Linked DNA regions of Mus musculus: region 1 is linked to region 2. A link is a contact called in public Hi-C data. All regions are on one chromosome and are shown on one strand. The core of a region is the stretch at or near the end of the contact, and the rest is flanking DNA. Distances in the headings are between cores, read along the strand shown.

What was found. A called contact is a pair of places that touch in the nucleus more often than the background predicts.
Region 1: a contact with region 2 is called in a Hi-C map of cerebral cortex, with 2.0 times the contacts expected there. The contact joins two enhancer-like sites. A contact is called at or near these places in 2 of 15 datasets of contacts at CTCF or cohesin (the G1E-ER4 cell line and the NIH/3T3 cell line), 23 of 484 Hi-C or Micro-C datasets (3T3-L1-derived adipocytes, the C10 cell line, the C2C12 cell line and 17 more) and 5 of 115 datasets of contacts at active chromatin or transcription factors (bone marrow-derived macrophages, embryonic fibroblasts, embryonic midbrain and 1 more).

What each region holds. Positions count from the first base shown.
Region 1 is chr8:25,222,287-25,226,874 of GRCm38.p6, reverse strand. It overlaps a transcript of Tacc1 not described here. Among named protein-coding and RNA genes, the nearest start is that of Tacc1, 23 kb to the right of the region's middle. Within about 2 kb of position 1,899, at least 71 of the 459 cell types and tissues checked have an H3K27ac peak or open chromatin away from gene starts, as enhancers often do. A contact at or near this core is called in bone marrow-derived macrophages and cerebral cortex, where this site is marked.
Region 2 is chr8:25,185,560-25,190,502 of GRCm38.p6, reverse strand. The region is part of intron 2 of Tacc1 (transforming, acidic coiled-coil containing protein 1); the gene reads left to right. Among named protein-coding and RNA genes, the nearest start is that of Tacc1, 14 kb to the left of the region's middle. Within about 2 kb of position 2,837, at least 23 of the 459 cell types and tissues checked have an H3K27ac peak or open chromatin away from gene starts, as enhancers often do. A contact at or near this core is called in bone marrow-derived macrophages and cerebral cortex, where this site is marked.

The DNA.
Region 1 (4,588 bases), core at 650-3,149, 37 kb before region 2:
TCAAGTCCTAATTATCACGGGCCACATTTACAAATTGATACCCGAAATGGAAGCTTGTGTGTTCTCACGAGGACAAGATTAGAACTAGGAGATGTCCCCAAATTTTGGGAACATATAGCAGTAATAGGGAAGAGAGACAGAGTGAGCATGTCTGTGGTCTGTGAGACCAACCATGTGCTAACAGGGTGGATCCCTCATTCGGTCCCTATCACATTCTTACCTCTTGCCAGAGAAGGCGTTGTTCTTCAGTTCTGCCACCAGGGGGAGCCAACCACCGTCCCAGCCGCTCCACGCCCCCCCCCCCCCGCCTTTTTTTTTTTTTTTTTTTTTTCCATTTCTGGGAGTTGGAATCTTTCTGTGTGTCCTCATGACTTGTTCATTGGTATCCATCCACTGACTGAAGTGCAGTGTAAATGCCTGTTAGATGCAGAAGGGATTTGTAGCGGCAGTGTGTGTTTATAGAAATGCAGGTTTAAAGACAGTCCCTTAAAACTTGTATTGGTTGTGTGGCAGAACTTGTGGGTGCCTTCTGTGGTTTCTGTACAGCTTACGAAGGTCTTATTTGCAGAAGCAGGGAGACTGCTATGCCCCCCTTCGGAGGATAGCCATTCTCCACCAAGAGGGATGAATGGGTTCCCAGAGTCCCAGGTACCCTGTTTAACAAGGAGCTTAGGAATTCAAAGCCAGCATGAGCGCCATACTAAGACCCCGTTTAAAAGAAACGGGGGGGGGGGGGGGGAGGAAGGAGATTGGCTTTTTCATCTTCAGGGCTATAACACTATAACATCCACTTGACTGGCTCATCCAACATTTTTTAAATACATTTTTAGTTTCTCCTTATGTTTTTCTTTTGGCCTAGTTTATGGTTTATTTTGTTTTAACGGAAATGTTGTTTTCTTACCCTTTGTAAACTCTTTCCTTTGAGTCCAAACTCCTACACCAGAACTAGTGTGCTTGATGCTTGAGGAGTGTGGGGGTGAGTGTGGGGGTGAGTGTGTGAGTGAGTGTGTGGGTGGTTGGGTGGTGTGGGGGTGAGTGTGGGGGTGTGGGGGTGAGTGTGGGGGTGGTGTGGGGGTGAGTGTGTGGGTGTGTGGGAAAGTGTGTGGGTGAGTGTGTGGGTGGTACTTGGGGTTTGTGGGAGTGGCTTGTGTGTGACTTTGTGGGGACATTTATTTGTGTGGGAGATTGGAGTATGTATAGCTCTATGGCATATATATGTGTGTGTGTATATATATATATAAATATGTGTATGTGTATGTATGTCTATATATCTGTATAGGAGAGGTGTGTGTATGTGTGACTATATGCAATTGTGGTATGTATACATGAGACTATATGTGGATTGTGTGTAGTGAGTTTAATCTGTGATTCTATAGTATTATGTGAGGGGGAAGTGTGTGTGTGTGTGTCTGTGTGTGTGTGTGTGTCTGTGTGTACATGTCCTGTACTTCCAGCCGGACTTTCCAATAAACCTTCCAAAGAGCAGTAACAATTTGACACCTTGAGAGATCAGAAAACAGTGTCCCCACCCCCACCCCCCCCTCGGTCAAGCCGCAGAGCCCTGTTGTGGTTATCTTGTTTCTGTAAAAATACTCTAGGTGACAGTTTCCAAGCCACGACTTCTCAAGGACTTCACAATCAGGGAGGAATCTTTTGGAAGTTCCTCTCCAAGGGCGATAGCTTCACTGGTTTCTGAAGGTAGCAGCTGGGTAAGATTTTAGCTCTCCTTTCTCCCTCACCGCCTGCCCTGTTGCCACTACTGGATATGCCCGCCTTCCTTCCTCCCTCTCGGCGAGTGCGCCCCCTCCTCACCCGCCACCCCCACCCATGGAAGCTGAATCACGCTGCTTCCTTTTTTGGTCACAGCTGAGTTTCTTCCACCTTCAGAGCCCTGTGTTACATAAAATGAATCACTCCTTTGCACTCCGCTGTCAGCTTCAGAACGAATAAGCAGCTCCCTTGGGGTGCCCCGTCCACCCTGAACGCCACTTGATGGGAGATATTGAATGGTTGACTCTAAAGTGTGAGGGCAGGTGATAAAATGATCCTGAGTATCTTGCTTGGGGGGTGGGGGTAGGGGCACAGAAATCAGTATTTTAATGGGAGCAGAGGAAAAATTCCAGCAAAGAAGAAAGACTTAGGGAAAAAAATTTCAATTTGGTCCTTGTATGGGTAGGCAGGAGTGAATTCTGGGACCACAGAGGCAGCAGCATTTGGCCACACAGATGTACCAGGAGCTGTGGAATGAAGCTGAGGAATGGTTCACACCATCTGTGTACATATTTCTGGCGCCACCAAGCTGGGAAATGTTCCTACCAGGGCTTATCATAGACGTTTAACCCAGCATCTCCAATAGAGGGATGAAATACATTTAGAGACCAGGGACTAATGAAAATGCCCAATTTGTTTATCGCTAACACACTGCAGAGTCAGGTTTCTGCGTATGAAACCCCCAAACTTAGCTCCTTGCCTGGGATTCCTGCTGGGTACCCTGCTTCCATCTCAGAGGGCTTTTTCTCCTGGGAGGGTGTGGGTGGGCAGCCTTGAGCACATCTTCCACCCTGGGGATGCTGACTTAGGTCTGGAATCCTGCCCTGGGTTTGATCTACTAAACAGGTTCTGGTAAACACAGTTGAAATGTTAAAAGGCTGTCAAGGCACGGCAGTTGGGTTAGATGTGGGTCCCACATGCTCGATGGGTCTAATATGGTTTGGGGGCAGGAGAAAAGAGGGATAGGGGTGGGAGAGAATTTTGAGTCAGCTGTGAGTCACATTCACACCCTGGAAAGCTGGAGTTGGACCCAGCACAGGAAAGCATAAGTTCCAAATTGAAATGTGGATTGTGGGTGGAGAAAATGGTGTTCAAGAAGACAAAAATCAGAGAAACCTCTCATAGCCACGATCAGTCTGCTGAGCCTCTGGGGTGTGCCATGCTCTGGGCTTGAGAGTTTTACTGAGAGGGAAGCAGCCAGTGGTGTGCAGTCCGTAGACAGGCGGGGCACAAAGCAATGCACTTGGCGTGGTGAAAGCTTCTGTCTCTAGTGTGCAAGCTGAAGACAAATGCCCTGCCGAGAGAGCTCAGCTGTACAGATGGCGCTGGGACAGTGACAACCACGTGCAAAGGAAAGAAAGCGCATCTACAGCTCTCATCCCAAACAAAGATAAACTCAAGATGTGCCACGAGCCTTCAAGGCTAAACGACCTGAGGAAGACATAGTCTTCAAACTCTTCAGGATCAAGGCCTACGCAAGGACTTTCCAAAAAGAAGACCCCAGCCCCACAGGAAATGATCCCTAGACTCTAAGTTGTCTAAGTGAGGGTTTTACTGCTATGAGCAGACACCGTGATCAAGGCAACTCTTCTAAGGACAATATTTAATTAGAGCTGGCTTACAGGTTCAGAGGGTCAGTCTATTACCATCAAGGTGGGAACATGGAAGCATCCAGGCAGGCATGGTGCAGGAGGAGCTGAGAGTTCTACATCTTCATCTGAAGGCTAGCAGAATACTAGCTTCCAGGCAGCTAGGATGAGGGTCTTAAAGCCACAGTGACACACCTAATCCAACAAGGCTACACCTACTCCAACAGGGCCACACCCTCTAATAGTGCCACTCCCTAGGCCGAGCATATTCAAATGATCACACTTGTAGACAAAAAAATAAAAAAAGGAATCATAGAACTGATTAAAGATTGGGGGGTGGGGAGCGTATCTTTGCTAGTTATAGGTCAGATAGGAGATTAATATATAAAATCTATAAAGAACCTCCCAATTAAATACAACCCCCAAATCATCCAATAAATAGCCAGTAAATAGCCAATGGGATGAAGGCAGTTCTCAAAGGAAGAAATAAAAATGACCAATAAATATTTGAAAAACTGTTCAACATCCTTAGCTTTCAGGGAGCCGCAAGCTAAACTATATTGAGATTCCATCTCATTAAAATCCGAATGGAAGCTGGAGAGATGGCTCAGCAGTTAAGAGCACTCACTGGCTGCTCTTTTTAGAGGATCCAGGCTTAATTCCCAGCAACCGCATGTGCAGCTCACAACTGTCTGTAACACCAGTTCCAGGGGATCTGAGTCCCCCATGCTGATACATATAAAATAAAGTTAAATTTAAAAATTAAATAAGTAAATAAAGTCAGAATGGAAATCAGTCGATCCTCAAGAAGAGGAAATGTCCCTTTAAAATCTACGGCTCCTGGGCACACACTCGAAGGAGAATAAGTCAGCACACCACAGAGATGCTTGCATGCTTATTTGTTGTTGTATTATTCACAGTGGCCAAGGCATGGACACAGCCTGTCCATCCACGGAATGGTGAGGCTTCAGTAGGTATCTGTGCACAGTGGAAGTTTCTCCAGCTGTAAGTGATATCTGTAAGCCGATATCTGTGGGAAAGTAGGTATTATTATGTTAAGTGAAATGAGCTAGACGCAAACCGAAGACAAGTATTACCTTCTCTGACATATGGAATCTTGACCTAGATATGTATATTTGTGTATATATATTCATATATGAAAGCAAAAGCTAGGCATAGTGGTTCCTAGCACTCAAGAGACAGAGGCAGGAGGATTGTTGCAAGCTCTA
Region 2 (4,943 bases), core at 1,588-4,087:
ATAGCATAGAATGCTATTTTGGAGACTTTAACCGTGTGACCACTTTTGTCTGTTTATCAAGTGGCCTTACCTTTTTAAAAAACAAAACAACAACAACAAAAAACCCCAAAGCTTTAGGTTGTGCATGCACACACTGGTGTGTGTTTTGAAACAGGGTCTCTCTCTGTTGCCCAGGCTGTCCTCAAACTTATGATCATCCTGCCTTAAGTGCTGGGATCATAGACGGGTGCCACCAGGTCTTACTTGAGAGTGGGCCTCTGTCAGAACTTAAAACACCATCTCAGAAGAATGGCAGGGGAGCTGGTGCCCTGTCTCCATTCAAAACAAAACACAGAATAGCTACATTTGCCCTCCCTTTGCTCCTGGCTAAGAATTTTGTTTTACATTTTGGAGGTGAGAAGAAAGAACAGGGGGGGGTGGCTAGTTCCCTGCGTTCTCATGTGGGTGGGCAAGTTAGTGTTGGTGTTCTGCCCTGGGTGACAAGCCATCCTAACAGTATAGTGGCCCTAAGGAGACCTGCCTTGACTTAATGTGTCTCCATGCTTCTGAGTGGCCGAGGCCCGCAGGGCTGTCTAGGGAGTGTGAGCTCTGCTGTGCACTCCCTGGACATGGCAGGTGTTCACATACAGTTTAGTTATTCTGTCCCTGGACAATACATTACTTCTCAGTCTTCACTTAAGGGCCGTGTCCTTGGCTTTGTGCTGATTTTTGTTTGTTGCTTTTTTTTTTGGACACAGCGCCACAGTCATCTTGAAAGAGATGGCTTGCAACTTCAGGGAAATCAGAGGTACCAGAAAGTCAGACATGTAGTTGGAGGTTAGAGGTTAAAAAGCAAAAACCCTCCCAAGGTTTGGACACTTGTCAGAAATGCTAATGTGTCCCTGATTGCCATTCCCCTCAGGTCAGACCACTTGAGCGGCAAGGGGTGCTTCCTGCTAGAGCTAGCTTTCCTCCCGACCCCCTGGACTTGTGCATGGGAGACAAGGGCAGGATTTGAGGCCAGTGTGGAACGGGGTCCTGCGGGGCCTCCAGGAGGAAAGGGCCTCAGACGAAGATAGAATGTTAGCCCTGATATAGCTGTCTGTGGAGCCGAGCGGCCTCACCGCTTACTGTATAAATATGCCTTTCTCCTCCATATGAAAAAGATACCCAGCCATGCAGTGGACCCTGACCATCAGCTGTGTTGGAGCACGGGGGCTCCGGGGGATCAGGGAGTGAGGAGTCCCCTGTGGATCATGGTCTCTGGAGAAATTAGTTGGTTCATTTCCCAGACCCCTTGGCCTTGGCTTTGCTGCTGGTTAGGTTTTCCTCAGCTTGACACAATCCAGCTATCTAGGAAGAGGGGCTGTCAGCTGAGAGAATGCCCGGGCAGAGCAGCCTGTGGGGCGTTTTCCTGATTAATGATTGGTGTGGAAGGACCCAGCTCGCTGTGGGTGGTGCCGCCCCTGGGCAGGTGGTTCTGTGTTGTGTAAGGAAGGCAGGCTGAGCATCCATGGAGAGCACACAGGTAAAGCTGTGCTCCTCCAAGCTCCTGGTGCTTCAGCTCCTGCCCAGCGTTCTGCCGTGAGTTCCTCCCACAGTGAACGATAACCTGTAAACTTCCAATAATCCCTTTCTGCCCCGGTTGCTATTGGCCGTGATGTTTTATCACAGCAACAGCAAGCAAACAAACCCAGCTTCTCAGAGTTTGTGTTTGTTTTGTTTTAACTTATTTATCTTTATTTTATGTGCATCGGTGGTCTTCCCACATGTATGTCTGGGTGAGAGTGTTGGATCTCAGGGTTACAGACAATTGCAAGCTGCCACGTGCTTGCTGGGAATTGAATCCCGGGTCCTCCGGAAGAGCAGCCAGTGCCCTTAACCACTGAGCCATCTGTCCAGCGCTGTAACCTAGGCTGGCTTCAGACCATGCAGTCCTCCCTCCTTGCTTGGCCTCTCTGTGTTGGCTTATTCACGTGAGCCACACTGCTTGGCCTATTCTCCAGAAGTTTTGGTACCAAAGGCAGGGGATTTGTGAGTGAGGACGTGAGGAGATGAAGGTAGAATTCAGAGTGAGCATGACTCCAGCATCTCCACTCTTTTTTTTGGGGGGTGGGGGCTTTTCAAGACAGGATTTCTCTGTGTAGCCCTGGCTGTCCTGGAACTCACTTTGTAAACCAGGCTGGCTTCAAACTCAGAAATCGACCTGCCTCTGCCTCCTGAGTGCTGGGATTAAAGGTGTGTGCCACCATGCCCGGCTCTTTTTTTTTTTTTTTGTAAGATTTATTTATTATATATATATGAGTACACTGTAGCTGTCTTCAGACACACCAGAAGGCGGCATCGGATCCCATTACAGATGGTTGTGAGCCACCGTGTGGTTGCTGGGAATTGAATTCAGGACCTCTGGAAGAGCAGCCAGTTTTCTTAACCACTGAGCCATCTGTCCAGCCCGACAGACATCTCTACTCTTAGCCTTGTGTTTATAGTCTGTTCACCTTTTAATAAAAGCCCACACCCATGCCCTGCAGAGTGCATCTTAATTCTGTACCCCGCCTCTCTTAACCCTTGTGTCTAAATGTTTACTGACATAGCTTTATTGAACTCAACTTTAAAAAATAGAATTGAAAACCATATCCAAAGTTAGGCCAAAGTAGAGGCAGGAGGATTATGAGTTTGATGCCAGTGTAGGCTGTATACTTGAGACCCTGTTCCCCAGAAAGCAAATAAAGCGCAAAGCCCCCAAAACAGAAGGAGGAGGAGGAGGAGGAGGAAAAAAGCGCCTCGGGCTCAGCAGCCTTCCTAAGCTGCTTCACATGCATGGTTATTCTTGTCAGAGAAGGAAATGATGATGTCATGTTTTTCACTTCTCTGTAAATAGAACCTATCTAGCACATGTGGGCTTCCTCCAGAAGGATTCACGATCCAAAAGTGGTGGGTGCGATCCACCACCTCAAGCGTGGGTTCCTGCAAGTGACACACGAGAGCTCACTTAGAACGCTTTCTGAACGGCGAATCTGCATACAGGCCTCATCGGTTCCTGCAGGACAGGAGCCATTTTGTTCTTGTCCAGTAGTTTTCGTGTGCTCCGAGTCCGGCGCTGTCAGCGAAGCACTTGCATTGCAAGTGTGAAGATCTGAGTTCGAGCCCCCGAACACACAGTGCATAGTGGTGTGCGCTTCAGGGATGGGGTTTGGAGAGAGAAGGATTCCTCTATGGTCAGTTTAGCCTGCCAATAAGCTTTTATCTCAGCACTCAGAAGGCAACGGTGATTCTGTGTTGTCTTTTTTGTTTGTATGTTTGTTTGTTCATTTGTATAGCCCTGACTACCAGGAGCCCTTTCTGTAGATCAGGCTGGACTTGAACTCATAGAGATCAACCTGCTTCTGCCCTGAGTGCCAGCTTAAAGGTGTGCACCACCGCACTCAGCTTCTATTCTGAGCCTTGGAGCCTGCTGTCAGCAGCTCTAACAGATGGGAATGCCCTTAGCTCTGAGCCTCTGCTGTGGAAGGAACCCCCTTCTTTGGCTTATGATCCTGTTTGGGTATTGAGACTCATGCCACTATTGAGGAGAATTAAATTTGTGAGGATGGCTTTAGAGCTGCGTATCTACGATGCAGGAGAGCTAACGGGGTCAAAGCCCACCCCCACCCCCAGTGACACGGTTCCTCCAATAAGGCCACACCTTCTAATCCTTGTCAAACAGTTCCACTAACTGGGGACCAAGCATTCAAAAGTATGGGCCTGGGTTGGGGGGGGCACTCATATTGAAACCACTACACTACCTTTGGGTTTGGGGTGACTGTGGAGAAGTAAAGGCTGCTTATGTTCCACCTCACGGTTCTGTAATACAAGAACCATGACATCACAAAGTAGCCTGTTAGTTGAGATGGCTAGAGAGATCGTATAACTTTTATTAAGAAGGATTGTCCCCCACTTCTAATACCGTGGGCCCACATTCCTTTATATAAAATGGTGTGGGCTGCCTGCCCACTCACTTCTTCCCATGTACCTGAGAATCTCCTCTCGATTACTCATGATACCCTCGATCACATCAAGACAGGAGGTCTGGGTATGTTTAATACAGTTGTAATATTTTCCTGAGTATCTTTGTTCTGTAGTTTATCAGATTCACAGTTACAGAGTCCATGAATATTTATGGACAGCTTATCAATGTTTTCTTAGTGTCCTTGACCTTATAATCAGACCTTATAATGTTTCTACTTTACCATAGCTATCTATGTAGAGAAGATGTCATCCATATAGGGCTAAATCCGTGCAGTGATGTCAGGAGTCAGTTGGAGCTCTGGAAGGAACCTTTTGAGGGCAGGGGGAAGGCAGGTGCTTCAGTTCTTTATCGAGGCTGTGGTGAGACGCTTTGACCGAAGCAGCTTACGGGAGGAAGGGCTCATTTTGGTGCCTGGTTCGAGGGGGACATAGTGTGATGGCTGGAAGCCCGTGGCTGGTCTCATTGCACCCTAGGAAGCAAGGGGGTGGGGAGGGAAGTGGGGCTGAGCAGTAGAGCTCAGCTTTCTCCTCCTTCCCACTTCTCCCGCAAGGCTTCCCTCCTCAGGATTTTACCACAGTCCTTAGCAGCGCCACCAACTGGGATGCTCCCACACTCGAGCTTGTGGGGGACCTGCCACATCCAGACCACATCAGCAGCCATATAATGTTGGGGAATCATGTAATTCTTACCTACACTTTAATACCTAGAAGTTATTTTACAATAAAAGACTTGAGAGTAGCTCATTTTAGAAGGAAGCCCAAAGTGGTGGCCTCTGTTCTGTAGAAACTGGTTTCTTCTCCAGCAAGTAGAGGACATTTTGCCATGTCAATGATTACTTCAACCATTGTGTGTGTGTGTGTGTGTGTGTGTGTGTGTGTGTGTGTGTGTGTGTGTGTGTGTGCACACGCACGCACATGCTTGTCTTTTTGTGTTTTGAGCCCGTGACTCTCATCTG